4 separate regions of the Mus musculus genome follow, and all the other regions are linked to region 1. A link is a contact called in public HiChIP or PLAC-seq and promoter capture Hi-C data. All regions are on one chromosome and are shown on one strand. Each heading gives the region's core, a stretch centred on a gene start, on an enhancer-like site or on the middle of the called end of the contact. The rest is flanking DNA. Distances are from core to core; before and after follow the strand shown. Region 1 holds the start of Cd9 (CD9 antigen). Region 2 holds the start of Parp11 (poly (ADP-ribose) polymerase family, member 11). Region 3 holds the start of Tigar (Trp53 induced glycolysis regulatory phosphatase). Region 4 holds the start of D6Wsu163e (DNA segment, Chr 6, Wayne State University 163, expressed).

Evidence for each region. Promoter capture Hi-C pulls out the DNA fragments that hold promoters and counts their contacts. HiChIP or PLAC-seq counts read pairs in DNA pulled down with a chosen protein or histone mark.
Region 2: a contact with region 1 is called in a promoter capture Hi-C map of hippocampal neurons, with 5 times the contacts expected there. The contact joins the promoter of Parp11 here to the promoter of Cd9 in region 1. A contact is called at or near these places in 2 of 39 promoter capture datasets (hippocampal neurons and liver) and 1 of 115 datasets of contacts at active chromatin or transcription factors (astrocytes).
Region 3: an H3K27ac HiChIP or PLAC-seq map of embryonic stem cells shows a contact between it and region 1, with 2.4 times the contacts expected there. The contact joins the promoter of Tigar here to the promoter of Cd9 in region 1. A contact is called at or near these places in 2 of 39 promoter capture datasets (embryonic stem cells and liver) and 1 of 115 datasets of contacts at active chromatin or transcription factors (embryonic stem cells).
Region 4: a contact with region 1 is called in a promoter capture Hi-C map of the 3T3-L1 cell line, with 5 times the contacts expected there. The contact joins the promoter of D6Wsu163e here to the promoter of Cd9 in region 1. A contact is called at or near these places in 3 of 39 promoter capture datasets (the 3T3-L1 cell line, embryonic stem cells and hippocampal neurons) and 1 of 115 datasets of contacts at active chromatin or transcription factors (pancreatic cancer cells).

Annotation. Positions count from the first base shown.
Region 1 is chr6:125,492,135-125,496,529 of GRCm38.p6, forward strand. It overlaps Cd9 (CD9 antigen), which reads right to left and starts at 2,626. Exons shown (of 8, transcript NM_007657.4): 1 at 2,440-2,626. The coding sequence starts at 2,505. Gm26728 (a long non-coding RNA gene) reads left to right here and starts at 1,299. Exons shown (of 6, transcript XR_869432.2): 1 at 1,299-1,351; 2 at 3,630-3,767.
Region 2 is chr6:127,451,068-127,455,462 of GRCm38.p6, forward strand. It overlaps Parp11 (poly (ADP-ribose) polymerase family, member 11), which reads left to right and starts at 2,560. Exons shown (of 9, transcript NM_181402.4): 1 at 2,560-2,755.
Region 3 is chr6:127,107,092-127,111,486 of GRCm38.p6, forward strand. It overlaps Tigar (Trp53 induced glycolysis regulatory phosphatase), which reads right to left and starts at 2,461. Exons shown (of 6, transcript NM_177003.5): 1 at 2,345-2,461. The coding sequence starts at 2,376.
Region 4 is chr6:126,937,936-126,942,330 of GRCm38.p6, forward strand. It overlaps D6Wsu163e (DNA segment, Chr 6, Wayne State University 163, expressed), which reads left to right and starts at 2,031. Exons shown (of 14, transcript NM_138594.3): 1 at 2,031-2,091; 2 at 4,377-4,395. The coding sequence starts at 4,394. It overlaps Rad51ap1 (RAD51 associated protein 1), which reads right to left and starts at 1,652. Exons shown (of 9, transcript NM_009013.4): 1 at 1,559-1,652. The coding sequence starts at 1,575.

The sequences.
Region 1 (4,395 bases), core at 1,376-3,875:
CAGCTGTCACAGAGCATGTCCCACAGGGGACATGCTCGGGCCTAGGAGAAAGACAGATTCCCCTTTGCCGGTCCTCCCTCTCTTCCACTGTCCCAGGGCGACTACGAGAGGCTGGCTTCTCTTTGGATTCCTGCCATCCAGCCGCTCAGTATCCTCTACAGACAAAGGTGGCCTCTGCTTTCCAAAGCCCACACCAGGCACCAAATGTCAAGTTCATAAATCACTGGTCTCAAGAGATTGAAGAGGTGACATCATAATGATCCCAAGGGTTCCCCCGAGAGAGATCACCGCCTGTAGTAAAAGATATTTTGAGGAGTTTCCTCTCAGCCTTCCTTTGCTCCTGCCCAATACTAACTACCTCACTTGATAATACCCTATCACTTGACCCTGCCTTTAGCACTTAACCTATCATGGGCAAGATTTCTGGTCAAAATGGGAATAATGTTTCTTTCTCTGGTTATATCATGGAGCTTGGGGAGGCCTTTGGAGACTGTAAAATACTTAGCACAGAGATTGTAACAGGACTGTCCCTATTAGAGCCCAGGGTAGGGCAGGTAACAATAATTAACATAGTAAACCGCCCACCTCCCTAATGGTAAGAGACAGGAGAGTAAAGAGAGCAAACAAGGGGCCCAGAGGTTACAGTACTAACTCGGCTTGCGATCTTGGGCACCCTGGTTCCTCACGGTGGACACGAGAGCTAGCACCTCCAGCTGGTGCATAATCTCCAATGCAGTTCCCAACCCCAAAGTCAAACCCTTCTAGAGTGAGACTGTCCTGCTTCAGGAGGCAGAGTCAGCCAGCAGCAACTTGTCAGGGTTCTGGATAGGAGCGGAAGTGGCAGCAGGAGACAAGATGGGCAGACTGTAGGCCAGCAGGCAACAGAATGAGAAGACATAGGGTGGCCATGGGCACCTCCTCTCAGCCCCTTACATACATATGCCATGGGGGGCAGATGGGAGATGTAGGCAACTATGTGGTTTCCCCTTAGCACCAAACTTTCACACCATCTATGCAGGCGTCTGGGGACTGACCGACAGACTAGCAGGGAAGAGACTAAAAGGTAGAGGGAGGAAAACTCCCCAAAGGACAGGGCGGGGTTGGGTGGGGCCAGCTGCCTTCAGACTTTGTTTTGTAACAAAGCGCTCAAGCTGATGAGTGGACCAAGCCAAGCCTGGGAGCTGGCTGCCTGTCTGCAGAACTGGGGAAACACAAGCAGGGAATGTCCTCTGACATCCTCTTAAGTTGTATGGGTGTGGTGGCTCCTAGAAACCCAGGGCAGTCTCTGCAGGTTGTGCAACACTTCCAAGCAACCCTGGAGAGTATTAAACCTTACAGTTGCTGGAAGATGGTGAGCATCCCGGTGGCCAGCTCCAAAGGGAATAGTGGACTTTTTAGTTGTTGTTGTTCAAAGTCTCTGGTGGCACAGGAGTTGCCTAGTTAAGCTCTTTCCTGATTGCCTGGGAGCAAATTCCGTCCATTTGTGTTTGGGAGTGTGCCCTCTCAGAATCAGGACAAAAGGGTCTTCCGTGTATTTCCTTGCTTCTGTCCCTGAGTTTTGGGAGAGTGGACACTCTCTTGTTGCCCTACCCAGAGGCCCATCTGTAGAGTCTACTAGCACCTGCCTCTGGACCCTCTGCAGGTGAACGGCCATTCCCCTTGGCCCCACCTGGACATTTTTAGAGCGAGGCTTCAAGCCCGCAGTACCTGATTACCTGGGAAATGCAGAAACACCGGATTTATCCCATCTAGAGGCGCCAATAGGCACCTTCCCCGCCTTCTTTTCTCTTAACTCTCCCAGAGTTCTCTACAGCCAAGATAGTTATCGCTCTTGAAAAAGAATCAAGACAATCTAGTCTTTCAGGTAGCTTAGAGAGAGGCATGGACGTTTTCAGTTGAGAGTTCAGGTCCTAAACAAGGAATGTCCGACCTCCAGGTGCAGGGAAGACTCCCCACACCCACTTCCTCTCCCTCCGTAGCACCCCTTGTCACTTGTGGGACCACCGAAGTGGGAGACGCTCGACTGCCCTGCTGGCAAGGAGCCTTGCGGGCCGGGGAGGGCATCGAGTTACTCGAAAAGGTTGCTCCGCTCCTCCCTCACTCCTCTCTCACACTCGGGGGTGCTCCGGGTGGGAGCAGGCACAGAGCCCATCTCAAATACTCGGCGGTAGAAGGACCCGGGAGCGAAGTGCACAGCCGGAGCCACCAGGACCCTCGGCTCTCCCACCCACTTGCTCCTCCCGCCCACCTGCCAGTCCCGCCTGGCCAGCTGGCAGCCGCTGCGCCTTTCTCTACTCGCCCGGAGTCCGCCTGGCGCGCGCAGTACCAGCGGCTCCCGGCGCTCTCGGCCGCCGGGACACTCTCCGCCCCGGACGCCGTCTCGGGCCTGAGAACAGGTGGCCTCGGAGAGGAGCGCGCCGACAGTCGCCTCTCACTCACCCAGAAGATGAAGTTAAATCCGAAGAGCAGGTATTTGATGCACTTGCTACCTCCTTTGACCGGCATGGTACAAGCTGGAGTTGCGTGGGACAAGAGGCACGAACGACTGGGACAGAAGGGACTCGACAACCGACTGAGACACGCTGCGGCTAGGGGCTGGCCTGAGGCTCCACTTTTAAAAAGTGCCACTCCTTACGGCGCTCGGCCAGCTGCTATGCGCATGTGCGGAGGGATGCCGACCCCGCCCCCCGGCCCACCTGCCCCGCCCATGCTCTAATCCCCTCCCCAGACCCAGGTTCTGGGACTTCGGTTTCACCCTCAGTGCAGAGCTCTCTCTGCACCTAACTTTTGCCGTCTGGTTTCTAAGATCCTCTTTCCCTCCATCTTCCTTCTTCCCACCGTCTCGGGGTCTTTCCGGACCTCCGTACCCGACTTCTTTTACGGGGAGTTAAGTGCCGGCCTCGCCTTTCCCGTTCATCCTAGTTCATCCTGGGCTCTGCATAAGAGCTCACGTTGGAAGACCCCCAAGGGCCATGTAATCTTAAGAACCTTTTCAGATTCCCGAGGCAAGTCTGCGAGCCCCTATTTGCCTGGCTTGCGTTCTCTCTGACACCTCCTTGTAAACCTTTCTGGACTGAACGCACTTAGTTGAGCACGGTGGCCGCTAGAATGTTCTAGGTGCTAATCTGAGCAGTTCTACTTTGCTCAGAAACTTTCTACGTTCAGAGACTTGAGTTGAAACCCTTCTTCATCCTGTATTTACTCCGTTCATTCCCTGCCACACCTGATGCCACACCCCTACTCTGCTGCGCCTCCATGCCTGCAGGGGTGTATGCTGGCCGCCCTGCCTCCTTGTGAAAATTCTATTGTGCTTTATTATTTTTTTTATTTAAATCTATTATTATTTTGAGACAGAGTCTTACTATGCTGTCCTATCTGGCTTGGAACGCCCTGTGTAAACCAGGCTGGCCTTGAACTCATAAAGATCTGTCTGCCTCTGCTGGGATGTGCCAATACGCCCAGCGATTTCATTTCTTTTGAAGTAGGATTTAGCCGTTTGTAGACCTACTGACCCGGAATTTGCTTATGTAGCTCAGGCTATCTTCAACTCCAGTCCTCCTGCCAGAGCGGTTCAGGCCACCACGTCCTGCTCTGTGACTCTCTAAATTCTTTCTTGATTTTTTCAACAGGGTGAAGAGGCCCTTCTCAATATCCTTTACAGTTTTCTCTTCCTCACCCCTGCAGGAAGTTTCCTTAGCATTCTTCATTGCAAAAGCAAACCGTACTTATTACAGAAACATCAGAAAATATCAGAAAGCAAAAAGAATGTGAGTTAAAATTTTTTTTCCTGGGTTAAAGTACGTTGGAGGCCAACGCCACAGGAGACCCGGTCCCCAAAAACAAAAAATAAAAACAAGAAACTTTTTCACATAGCAAACCCAGCTCTGTTAGCATAGCACAGCTCTTGTTTTACTGTTTATCAGTAGACTGGCTTCACTATTTATCAGTAAGTAGACTGATTCATTAATAGACCCAGTTAAAAACCTTTTTTTTTTTTTTCCCACAGTTTAGTTTAGAAAGGTTCTTCACTGGGGAACAGGAGTCGAAAGCAACACATTCTGTCTTCCCTGAAGCAGCTTAGGAGTTGGAAGAAGGACGCAGGCAGGAGACTTGGAGGGTGTGTGTGGTCAACTTAGGGGTCTCTTGAGAGCTCTCACAAAGTAAGTGTTACAATCAGGGAAGCCTGGCAGAGCTGGGGCTCCCGTGGTCTTCTGGAGAGAGCTGGTGAGGACCTTGTCCTCTGAGAGTGAAGGTGAACCCCGGGAGTGTCAGGTGAACCCCTTGACTGTGTGTGGGCACGGGACAAGAGGGCAGCCTGCAAGTGCTGTGCGGTTAGGGACCCTTGTTTGTATCTCCACTCCCTGGTGTAAAACCTTGGGGCACTGGACAGAAAAT
Region 2 (4,395 bases), core at 1,310-3,809, 2.0 Mb after region 1:
GTCCAATGAAACAGAGAGGTGTTCCCCTGCTGGGTGGTGTGCTACTACATTAGAAGGACACTGCACACACTTTATACATAGAAGGTGGTTCCTGGGAAAGCTGTGAGAGAGTGAACCCCAATGATTAGCACCCCCTACCACCTCAGAAACTGGAAGACGGTAATGAAGTCATATTATTTTATTTTAGAATATATTAGAAACTATTTAGGAATATTTTAGAGAGTCTAAGATTCATTTCATTCTTTAGCAAAGTAAGATGTAAGTCATCCTGACTTTCAACTCCAAACACCTGAAAGGGCCCAGGCAGGTCCAGTGAGAAGGAGAGCCGATCTGTGCACTTTAATCATACAATAATGTTGCCTGCAAATAAGATGTTCTAAAACTTTAGGAAATTTTGAGAAAGTATAGAACAAGATAATATTCATTCAGTCTTAAATGCAGTAAGAAGGGTCTCTAGGTGATTCTCAACACTCTTTAAATACACTATTATTTGTAAATCGGTTTCTTTCTATCCCTAGTTTCATATATGAAAGGCTTTTAAATGCTATCAGTTGCTTCTTCTATTTCATTGCTGTATCTGTTTCAAGCTGGGTCATCAATATGACGAATGACATGAAAAGATTTACTATTCTTCTATCTGCCCTTACACTCCTGAAATTAACTATACTTGTCATAGTGTGTTAGTTTTATAAGACTTTCTTAGTTTAATTTATCTTTTACTTATGATTAAATTTTATACTGGGTGTGATGGCACATGACCGTAATCTCAGCCTTTGGGTGATGGAACATTTGAGATGACCTTGAGCTACACGAATAGATCCTGATTACTTTTAATAAGCTGTAGTATCAGGATGATGCTAGCTAGCCTTGAGAAGGGAGCAGTAGCAATTGAAGCAACTGTGGGCTAGTCCTTTTCAAGGCCGAGTGGGTCTCGACAAGGCAAGTTAACCAGGGAAGTTAGGACAAAATCTTTTGAGGGTTGAGAGTTATACTTCATTTTCTTTGAAGCCTTAAGAGTTAGCAAGGTGATATGACACGGTAAGTTTACAAAAGTCAACAGCTTTCCTAAATTAGAGCAATGAAAACTGTTTCACTTGGAAAAAAAAAAACCTATAAAATAGCCAAATCAAACACATAAAGGTTGTTGTAAAAATAGCTTTAATGTACTTAAAGATATCAGAGACCTAGGCAGGAGGGGCATAACTCAGTGGTGGAAGAGGTGTTTAGCATGTGTGAGGTTCTGGGTTCATATACCCAGCCCAGCCCGACTCCCGACACATGGCCTGAAATACAGGAAGAAGTGTGTTCTGGATGAGAACTCATTATTTTGAAAAAAACTGAAAAAGAAAATTAGGAGATATTTCTTATCAAAGAGCAAGTACATTAGGAATCTATACATTATAATAGCATGGCAAAGCATAGGAATAAGCAGAGGATTAGCAGATAAGAATATTCAGGAATATATGTATATATGCATATGCATGCAAATTTAGCAAATGTACTTCAAAGTAGTAAGAAAAAATAATTATGCTATGCAATAAGTATTTGGGCAACTGGTTAACCATTTGGCAACAATTTTTAGAATTTCTTATTGAACAGTATCATTTCTAAGAATTCGTTCCAAAGAGGTTAATGAATGTCTGAACAAAAATAGTGATTATAGTAATTTTTGTTACATAGTAACTTGTGTCTCTCACAGTAGATTATTTAAGATATGTGTGTAACATGTAAACTATGGAATGCTATAGTCTGAAGAAATAGATTCATACACATGGGAATGGAAAAATATATTAAAATGTAAAAAACAATCAGGTTCTGAATCTGTGGTCATTCTTTGACCTATTTTTAAAAATACACCTATAGTCTCACACTACTTCTTTGCCTTTAAGAATATTCTTCCATCGTACCTCTTTTGTGACCGGTGTAAGAACCTATTTGAGGCCTTAGCATTCAAGGCACTCAGGTAAACCTGCTTGGAAACCTCCATATTTGCCATGCTGTCTAAAATTTCACGTTTTTACATTCTTGCGTTTCCAAATTACTTTTTGCTTTCTTCTGTCGATTCTAAAATCCACGAGGACAGGGACAACATATTGGTCAGTGTTCACGTCCAAGCCCAGTGACACGTGGCCAATAGCTCCCTTTATTTATTTATTATTTTCTAGATTGCAAACACCTAAGCACCTGATTTCAGCAAGCTCATTTACACCCTCAGGTAGAACTATCATCACCTCCAATTCGAGGATGTTGCAAACAACAAAGAGGTTTGAAGCTTTAACCTTTAAGCCATTGGTCGAGTTGTGCTTCTCAGGCCTAGTACTTGGTTGGCCACTAAACTCGGTATAAGGTGATCTTTAATAAACGTAGGTTCTGCATGGAGGAAACGCAGCCTGCCACGCTTGACGATCACGTGGTGGGTATGATGGCCGGCTTCAAACAGCTTTACCACACAGGTAAAGGCGGCCCGCGACAGCACGCGCGGAAGTTCCAAGGGCGCCATAGAGGCGGAGCGAGTTTGCGGTGGGCGGGACCGCCACTGATTGGCTGGATCCAGGCGGAAGTCGGGAGGTTCGATGGTCCGAAGACGCCAGCTTGTGACGGGGAGGGGGAGAAGGAAGGCTTCCGTAAAGGGTGCCTTTCGGTCCTTTCGCTCCTGGGGACCCTCGGAAAAAGCCCACCATATCGACCCCACGGCTAGCCCCTCCCCCAGGCTCTCTCCGCTCGATTTCGCACCGTTATGTGGGAAGCGAATCCGGTGAGTAGCCGGCGGGACGGGGCGGGCCCAGTGGGCGGGGTTGCCTGAGAAGGGCGGGGAGGCGTTCCCGGGAACTCGCCCCCGCGGTGCCTCAGGCTGGGGGTTTGCGTTCCGGGGTCGTGGCTGTCCCGCTTCGCGGGGGCCTCCTGCGGGCCGTGGACTCGCAGCTTTGAGCCGTGGGAGCGTTCGGTGGCCGCTTCTACGCTGTTGCTTTCCTTTCCCGATTGTTGATTTTACTTCCGGGGGCTTCTCTGTCTTCGCTTTTTTCCCTCATTTTATATTTTGTATTCTGCTTTCCAGTTGAAGTTACTGGCTTTCGAACCTGCTAGTTCCTTTCGACCCCCGCACCCTCGTTGCTCCTTCTTTTTGGAGCTACAGAGCATGGAGGATCCTCTATATGAGTTTCAGGGGATGACGTTCTTAAATGTTTTCTTTCCGTGGTTAGAACAATGATCTGGAATCCTTTGTTTGCCTTCAGTAGGTCTTATGTCTGCAGGCATTTTTTTTTAATACTTGCTTTCATTCATTGGTTCGTTCGTTCATTCATTCGTTCGTTCATTCAAACTCCTACCCGCCATGAATGAGGATTCAGATCTATTTGTCAAGAGTATTCAGATCTTGTTATGGGAATGTAATAGTGAGAAAAATGTACGCTGAACTTAAAACTTCGGGGTCGATGGGCAGAATCGCATTTCAAGAAATTTGTGGACTTAGTTTGTGAAACTACCTCAGAAGCTGAGCTAACCATTAATTTGACTTCAATAACCCTCTAAGTCAATACTTGAAGTAACCCTTTTGCTTTCCCTCACAAAACCAGTAACCTACTTCCTACTTAAGTGTATTATCAGTTAAGTCTATCAGTAAATTTTCCCACGTCTGAAAGTTAGTACCTGATTAGAAATGAGCCCATGAATTGGGATTCAGTCCACATTGTAGTTCCATTCCATCCCATTCCATCATGACAGTTACCAGATAGTTTTGATTCATACACTAATACTGTCATCAGATCAGGGCAGAGGAAAGTATACGTTTGGATGTGATTTTAGCAAAATTGGGATAGCTGTTCATACATACACGCTGTTCACTGTTAACTATTAAGTGTCATCAGTATCCATCTCTTACATGTCAATATGGAGTTGGTTTTTACCAGCCGCCCCGCCCCTTTGTGTTGATTTCCCCACAACATACGTCAGCAGTGTATATATTCTGTTCAAGGTCACGTACTTCAAATCCTCTGAGTTGTGTGTTCAACTAGAGAACAGCTCCTGTTGCACAAGAAATGCTTGTTGAATTCTTGACAGTGACTGGCACAGGAATGCACTAAGGGTTCTGTGCTCACTCTGTACCTCTTTCCTTCAGGATCACACTTCTATCTGTATTGTTGGGCCATTTATACCCTGGTGAGAATTACAAAGGATCTAGTGAGGGTTTCATGTGTTTGGTTTATTATAAAAACCATTTTCTTGGGGAAAAAAAGGGGGGGTGGGAGGGAGCACTCTTCTGTGAAATCATAGGTAAGACTTTTAAGTTTTGCTAAGCAAGCTGACTTTTGTTATTACTAATGAACACACAGCCTTGTGTTTTCTGTGCTCTGGCCCATCCTCATATGGCTGAGTTCTGTTGGTATTGTTTTTCTTTAT
Region 3 (4,395 bases), core at 1,211-3,710, 1.6 Mb after region 1:
AAAAACTTGGAATCCAGGTGTTCTGGTCCAAAAATGACCACCTCCATTTCAAAATAAGACAAACAAAAACAATGGAGAGATGACTCAGCAACTTGAGCACTGACTGCTCTTCCATAGGACCCAGGTTCAATTCCCAGCACCCACGTGGCAGGCTAACAAATGTCCAGAGCTCCAATTCTAGGAGATCTGACCCCCTCTTCTTGCCTCTGTGGGCACCAGGAACACACATGCTACACAGACATACATGCAAACACCTATACTCATAAAATTAATTGATTACTAGAATATTTAAAACATGACAAATTAGGATACACATAAAATTCCATGAAGGATTTGGTTAGACACAAAAAAAAAAATTGCTTTAAATTTGTCTTGCATTATAGTACAGCCCAATGTAATTAGCCAACTTTCCCATGAGTTGTTAGATTTACCTATGGTGACTACCAGTCAAATGTGAAAGCATGTTTGTTCTTGAACCAACCAGGCTTCTATCTGTCACAAGTCCAACAGAAAGAGGAAACCTGGGATGACCATGCCAGGACAGCAGCTAGCCACAGCCCTGTCTATTTCAACATACTAGTCTTCCTGTGTCTAAAAGAGAATAAAACTTTGAGACAGGATTCCACTATGTTCCTCTGGCTGCTAATGTAGACCAGGCTGGCCTTCAACTCTTCTACCTACTGACTGCTGGGGTTTTAAGTATGCTGCCACAACTGTTGAAGAAACCTATTCTTACTACCCACTAAAATTAGACCAGGTGATATTTCCAAGTGACCTTCGAACACTAGGCTTTAAGATAACCAAGAAGCAGAGAATAGTGGGTTAATTTGCTCTGGTTCAAATACTTGCCCCACAACTTTAAGTTCCCTGGAGTCTGACTCCCCTTACTCTCCAGTGAATCACAGATACTCCATATTCACACAGATATTGCCCGTTAAGAATCTAAGTAGGGGGCGGGCGGTGGTGGCGCACGCCTTTAATCCTAGCACTTGGGAGGCAGAGACAGGCGGATTTCTGAGTTCAAGGCCAGCCTGGACTATAAAGTGAGTTCCAGGACAGCCAAGACTACAGAGAAACCCTGTCTCGAAAAACCAAAAAAAAAAAAAAAAAAAAAATCTAAGTAGGGATCGTTTCCCAGCAGGGTCTACATTGAAAAGAGGACAAGGGGGTTCATGTTCCTTTAGTGCTCCCAATAAAGCGGTATCATCTCCCGGAACATTCTAGAAAGCACAGGGACACAGAAAGACACAGGGAACCAGAGTTCTAATTTAGCCACTAAAATCCCTGAATCCTAAAGGTCCACTTCACATGATGCTGGAGACCATCTTCCTATAAAGAGGAAGCTGGACAGAAAAAGCATGCGTTGAAGAAGGTCGCCACAAGGTTCAAACGCTGTCAGCGTTCCTGTGAGCCCTATGAAGCCGGAAACGGTAATCAGTCCCGCTCCGAGAAGCTGTTCTGATAAGCCCTGACTACACAGGTGAGACTCAGCTGCTTTTTATCTGAGCTTTGCTTACAGAAGAACACGTTATTTAATTCTCGGGCATATTTCTTCCTCTCTGCTCCATGTGCTCCATCCTCTCCATTTGGTTAGATCCAGAGAGATTAGAAAGACTGCTGCCACCAATCTGCTTATCGGAACGCAGGTCAGAAAGATTAAGTCTGTCCTACGAGGCAGCTACTGAATCCCAACGAGGAGCCTGAATCCCAACCAAGCAACGCCTTGAAACTTCCCTCCTCTTACCCACCCTGAATCTGCCTACCATCATCACCAGGCAAACATGTACTGGGAAGGAAAACGATAGGTGACCTAAAGCCAGATTCTGCTCCATGAAATCTGTCATGATAAAAATGTTTGTTCAGGGTGATGCAGTCGACTGAGACGGAGATCTCGAACTCTCTAATTTTTTCCCTCAGAACTGTAGCCTCTGAAGGGAGGTAAATTGCAAAAGTACCCCCGATGCAAGGAGAAAGGGGGAGGGGAGGGTGAGAAAATAAGGCAACCAGCATAGGATAGATGAGGTGTGGCTCAGCAATTCTAAAAACTCTGGAATTTACTAGGGGGCAGAAAAGGTCACACTGAAAAGTCGAGAGGCCGGGTCATGTCTTCTCGCAATGGCTGGGAACCGTGATCGTGTGCTTCTCCACACTTCTTTCCTCGTGGAAAACGCAAGGCTCTTGACATTTAAGACCCGGCTTCCTCACGCAGGGTGTCGCGGATAAAAGATTGGACACGAGAGGATGCAAAGAAAAAGCACATGGAAAGCCCACCCTCCCCGGATTGGAGCACGTAGGGACCAGAAGAGACCCAGGCCAGGAAGCTCCCGGCAACTGCGATACTCACTGGCGGATAACGGTCAAGGCGAAGCGCGGCATTTTGGCACAAGACGCGTGAGCCACGACCCGGCTCTGCAGCAGCACCTCGCTGCGCCTGACTCTGGGACCACTTTGCCTGCACTACTTCCGTCTGCACGGCGGACCGGCCCCGTAGCTATTGGTCGAGGCGGCTGAACGTCACCACAGGGTTGCCAATAAAGGTGGAGCCTGAAACCGGAGAAGCCCCGCCCAGGCCAGTGGCGCTTGCGCTCCTGCGCGCCAACCTGTGATTGGCGCCTGGCAGGTGCGCGCGGCCCCGCCCTGGGTTAACGCCCTGGAGTCTTGCCAGAGCTAGACCGCCGCCTGCACCAGGGACAGATAAGGACTGCTTTGATTGTTTTATGCTGAACTGATTTGAGGAAGGCGTGCAAGGTGTAGTGTGCCTGTAGTGTGCCAAGGCGATGGCTCTCCTCTGGTGGTTACACAGCCAGACTGCATCCTTTGAGGGTTAGCTGTTATCCTTTACCTGGGAAGTGAGGTCAAAGTAGGTATGTAGATCCAAACCAACCTAGTTTCTCTCTCAACTTCTTAACCAAAGACTTTTGTCAGGCCACTTTCTTGCCTTCTGCTTTGCTGAGCCTGGTCCTCCCAAACATTATTACCAAGTATTTTCGCTAATGCTGCTATCATTTATAATTAAGTTACTCTAGAGCTCTCCACTGATACCTGTTGTATTAAGAGTTTAATTCAACCATTTCTTAAAATAATTCCTATTGTAATGAACGTTATCTCTGTTGCACTGATCTAGAGGAAAGTCGTTTCCTTAAAAACAAATGCAGGGACAAAGGTTCTGTATAAAACCCCTCGAGAGGGGTTGGGGAGTTGGCTTAACCCTTTAAGAGCCCAGATTATTTGCTCCTCTGGAGAACCAGGTTCAAAGCCCAGTGCACCCACAGAGGCAATCAAACATCTGTAACTGCAGTTCCAGGAAGACCATTTACTTTCTGCTGACCTCTGGGCTCACGTTATGCACAGACATTCAGGCAGAGCACCTAGACACATAAAATAAAAAGAAATATCAACAAATAAATAGATGTCTTCAAGACTGAGACTGAGCCTCTAGTCCTCAGCCATATAATAGGAACATAGGGACAAAAGGGCTATAGGGGCTGGAGGTCAACAGCCTGTGCCCAGCCAGCCAGGCCTGGCCATCTAGCCTTCCTAAGACAACTGAGAGCCAAATAAATAGTGAGGGAAAAAAAGGAGGAAAAAGAGGTTTATTCAGTGTATCCACTGTTCCTCACCTCAGTCCATTGGTGGGATCCTAAATTTTCTCTGAAATTTTAAATGGAAGCTAAGAGATAGACATGCCTAAGCAGCCCAGCCACCAAGGTGTAGTCGCCCACAGAGGAATGTCTCATCTCTGCCTATCTCTAGCAAGTGATGTTCCTTCCAGAGACTGTTCCCTCCTCTGACTGCCTTCAGGACTTTTTCTCACTCCAGCAAGAGATTCCCGGAGAGATGGAGAGACTCCCAGTCTCTTGGGATCCATTGTTTCAACAGACTCATAGCCAAAGAGAGGGCACAAGAGTCCCTTTTGGCTATATTTATTTTTACCAAGTATGGTGGCACATACCCTTAGCCCCAGCACTCAGGAGTCAGAGGCAAGAAAATCTTCTGAGTTTTAGGTCAGCCTGGTCTACACAGGGAGTTCCAGGCATCAGGGGTTACATTGTTAGCCCCTGTCTGATGATGATGATGATGTGATGATGATAAAACAATATACTGGCTAGTTCTATGTCAATTTGACACAAGCTAATGTTATCTAAAAGAAGTTGTCTTAGTTAGGGTCTTATTGATGTGAAGAGACACTGTGATGGCTATTCTCAGTTGCTAATTTGACTGTGTCTGGAATGAACTTCAGTCCAAAAATGGGAGCATGGCTGTGATCCAGATCTTGAGGCTGGAAGATTTTGATCTGGATTTTGAAGCATAGTGGCCATGAAAAGCTTAGGCCCAGGCAAAGTGATACACCCCTTTAATCCCAGGAGACAGAGGCAATCGAATCTCTAAGTTCAA
Region 4 (4,395 bases), core at 781-3,280, 1.4 Mb after region 1:
GTCTTCAATATCTGCATGCCTGTCCCCTTCCAATTTCACCATGGAAGCAAGAGAAATCTAGTCCTGTCTTCTAAACCTCATTATCTCAAAGGGGCCCATCTCAGTCAATACAGAGACGTAGCTCAGTCCATAGAGACAGTCAACCTTGATTCTTTGTTTTCTCTCCTCTATAACCACTTGTCAGAAGTACCTAAACTTGAGCTGGAGAGATGGCTCAGTGGTTAAGAGCACTGACCACTCTTCTAAAGGTCCTGAGTTCAATTCCCAGCAACCACATGGTGGCTCACAACCATCTGATGCCCCCTTCTGGTGTATCTGGGAACAGCTACAGTGTACTCATATAAATAAATCTTAAAACAAAACAAAAAAAACCCTAAACTTACTTGCTCCATCTCCACACCACACACACACACACACACACAGTGCCAAAGTCACACACAACTGATAGCATCTCAATTCCCCCCTCCCCCCTGCTTTCGCTCTGGCCACTCCAGTCCCCCTCAGAGCCAACCAACAGCCGGTGGCCTTTATAAAAGTGAAATGAGAATATCTCAGGCCCTCCACCACTGAAACTACAGATTTCCCATTTGTCTCAAATAAAATTCAAACTCCTAAGACCTACAAGCTGCTTTAGATAGATTTAGATAGATTACAACTGCTTTGTAATCTATCTGACTCAGTCCTCAATCCATCCACATGCTTGTTCATCCCACACCTTCAATCTGCTTCTCAAACATGGTGAACCTTGGGCTTTGGCTCCTATTTCATGTGAATGCCCCTTACATTTTACCTAGGTAACGCGTTCATATGATTTAAAGTAAGGCTTTTCTCCTTCCTCCTATGTTACATTGTGGTGTTTATTTTGTTACTCCCCCTTATCTCTCCCCACCCCTCTTCCAATAGAGTGTAGCCTCCAGCTCTTAGTACAATACAGGCCTAGGAGAATTCACTAAGTTTATTGTTGTTTGGTTTTGCAGGACTGGGGTTTGAAGCTGGGGGCCTCTCATCTGCTAGGCAATCACTGGACCACTGGGCCATAGTCTCAGCTATATTCAGTCATTCTACTAAATGGATGGCCAGCCTGGCATCCCGGTTGTGATCACAGAGAGATTCCAACAGTCTAAAGGAAAGCAGATAGGAACTGGGGGTCATGTGACAGGGCACCACGGCTTGAGCTGGAAGTTAAATGGGCCTCTCTGCCTAGGGATTTGAGGGAATAGGCACACCTGCTTTTTCTGTATCGCTCAACGTATGACAGCCACTTAACGCGGTCGCTCGCTGTCGCGTTAAGCGCGACTCAAATGCTAGCCTACCAGGTCCCTCTGGAGTGGGGTGACTCAGGGGCGACAGCTGCAGAAGGAGGCCGAGGGGCGGCAAGCGAGATGCCAGGCGGGCTCCTCTGAGCAGCGGGTGGCTCTCACCGGAGACTGGCGACGAGCACCCACCCAATCGCGCTGCCCTCTGTCGGATCTCGTCCTCTCCCGCAACCATGCATGACAGTGGCCCCCATCGTCCCCGTCCTTCCTCTCTGCCCCGCGGGACGTCACCAACCACTCACCTGATAGGACGCACCATGGTGCCCTGCCTAGAGCAGCAGTGCTCTGGAGCTGGGGAGCAGCTGTGGCGGTTTCAATTCCCGCCGAAAACCAGACGTCGCGCTCCACGCCCCGCTGCGCCAGCCCGCCAATCACCGCTCGCCTGCCTGAGGCGGCGCCTGCGTGCTGAAGAGAGGGCGCCTGCGCACACACACCGTGGCCCGGGCACGCCATCCTGGATCCTGTCTGCTCAGACTTAGCTTTTGTTTTGATACTGCACTTTCGTCACAATTGCGATTTGGTACCGAGTCTAAAATACAATATAAAAATAGCGACACGCCTCCAATATTTAGAATGACTAACTTAAAAATAACTGGAACAAAGGGGGTCTTGGATAGGCGTTTTCCTTGGCGCTTGAGGAAAGAGAAACATGAGTTCCGAATCTGCCAAAGTGGATCTATTGGAGGTTAAAAAAAAAAAAGCAAGAAGTCAGCTGACTTATTTGGGCAGTTCTGCGTTGACAGCTCCAAGTGTGCTTTGGTGTCTGATGAGAGAGGTGAGTTCGAGCCCACAGCGAAGAAGCCCCTTCAGTGTGGAGGACCCAATGACGGTATCTGGTACAGACTTAAAGAACAGAAGGAGTCTTCTAAGGGCCATCTAAAGTGCTGGAGTGCAGCTTGCCATTGCCAGTTCAGTGTTTGTGGTCAACTAGGCTTGTCGTTTTGCATGTTGCTCTGACAGGGTGTAGGCACACCCAGAGAATTCGGAGACGTAAACTGGATTACGATGAATTGTATCCTGAGAGCAACAGACCACAGGAACAAAGAGTAACATGAAAACGTGTGTTTTTATTGGTTTTGTTCTGTTTCATGTTACAATGTATTCTAATTACTGTCTCACCTTATGTCGCACCTGTCCCTACTAACTTGCCCATCCCTCTAATCTCTGCATTTCCACCAGTCCCCTTTCTAGATTCATGTCGTTGGGTTTTTTTTGTTTTGGTTTGGTTTTGTTTGTTTTTGTGACCCTATATCTTAATTAGACCAGACTATTGAATTGCGACTACTCATTGGAGCCTGGTGGGGGCACCCGTGGGCACACAACTGAAAAATAACTTCCCTTTTCCTGAATCTGCCCATAGAAAACAGTTCCTTAATGACACATGGGTCATTCTGAGTCGTCTTCTCTCTTCCCTCTGCTGCTGCTGAGGCTAATCTTATGCAGACCTCTGACACTGCAGTGAGTTTACTGCTGTAATGGCAGCGTCTTGTCAGAAGGTGGCATTTTGTCTTCCTCTCTATGATCTGGTTCCTCTATTTTTCCACTTCCTATTCTGCAGTGTTCCTTGAACCTTCACAGAGGTGGTATAAATGCCTTGTTTAGGGCCGAGTCCCCATCCATCACATGTTCTCACCTTGTGGCACCTGGAGTCTGTACATTCATTATAGTTCACTGGAAAGAGACAATTCTCTGATTAAGTCTGGGAGTAGCACTTGTCGTGGGTATAGACATGGTGGTTTGACAGTGTCCATTTAACTGAACAACAGTATTTATGTTCCCCCCCAGGGCCCATCATCTTCCCTGCTATGGGTTTCCAACAGGAATCATAGTGCCAGGCAGGGGTATGCTCCTATAGAGCTGACCTCAAATCCAGTCAGAGCAAATTGGATACCCTCATAATGGTACCCTAGTGCCCAGATGAGCATGTCTTGCCTGGCAGGTTAGTAGAGTTCATAGAGTCCACAGCTGGGTTGGACCAGTAATGAAATTTCTCTTATAGCAGCCTCCTTAGTATCTTCAAGGACCATAAAAGATAGCCAGCAAAGAGGAAGCTTCCAGCAGAGTTCCAGCTTGGCTTTTTTATATCATCAATTGAGCTGTGCAGTGTCTTTAACAACAGAGTTTATCATCTAGTTTTTATGGACGACCAAGAACAATGACAACAATCTCTACTGTCCTGGGAGTTCATATATATATATATATATATATATATATATATATATATATATATAAATGCATACATATATATGTACATATATGTGTGTATACATAGACTGATGGCTAGCTCTTTAAGGGACCTCGACTCCTACTGTCTTTACTGCATTTTCTTTTCTCTGAGTAGTGTTCAGTGTGCCTTGGGCAGCATCCTGTGTGGTCTGTTCTGTGCCCGTGCTTCCTACTTGGAGATCTTTCTTGTGTTCCCATATCCTTTTTCTGATACATCTCCTGACCTTCAACATCAAACATCTTCAAGCTACCACTGGGTCTCCGTTGTGTTTGGCCACTTGTATGAGTTCCGTAAGCTAGCTGTACACTTACAGACCCCCAACCCGTCCCTCCTCCAGCATTTCCTCTTGCCCCCCCCCCACTCTGTACCTTCCCTTGTATTAACTACTTGTTATTCTTCCCTAGGAGTAAAAGTACTTCTTGAGCATATTGTTTGCTCTGAAATTAACTTTAAAATAACTTTTCATTTTAAAAAAAAAGGAAGAAGCAGCATTTGGTTTTTGTCACGAAGATGAATGTGCAGGAATAAGCAGGAAACACTATAATAGACTGGTTGTGGTGGTGCACACCTTTAATATCAGCACTTAGGGTGGGGTGTGCTGAGACAGGAGAATCAAATGTCTGACATCATCCTAGGATACGTAGTCCTAAGTCACCCCAAGATGCACAGTGAGACATCCTCTCTAATAAAATGGAAGGAAAATGAAGACTGGAGTCGTTGGTTCAGCATCGCATGGGGGCGGGGTGGGGTGGGGTACAGTCTCTGAGGGATGGGCTGTGTTTTAGAGGTGTCCTGTGGCCGTTTGACTCATGGTTCTTTGGCTCATCCTACAGAAACCCTGCTGAAGAATAT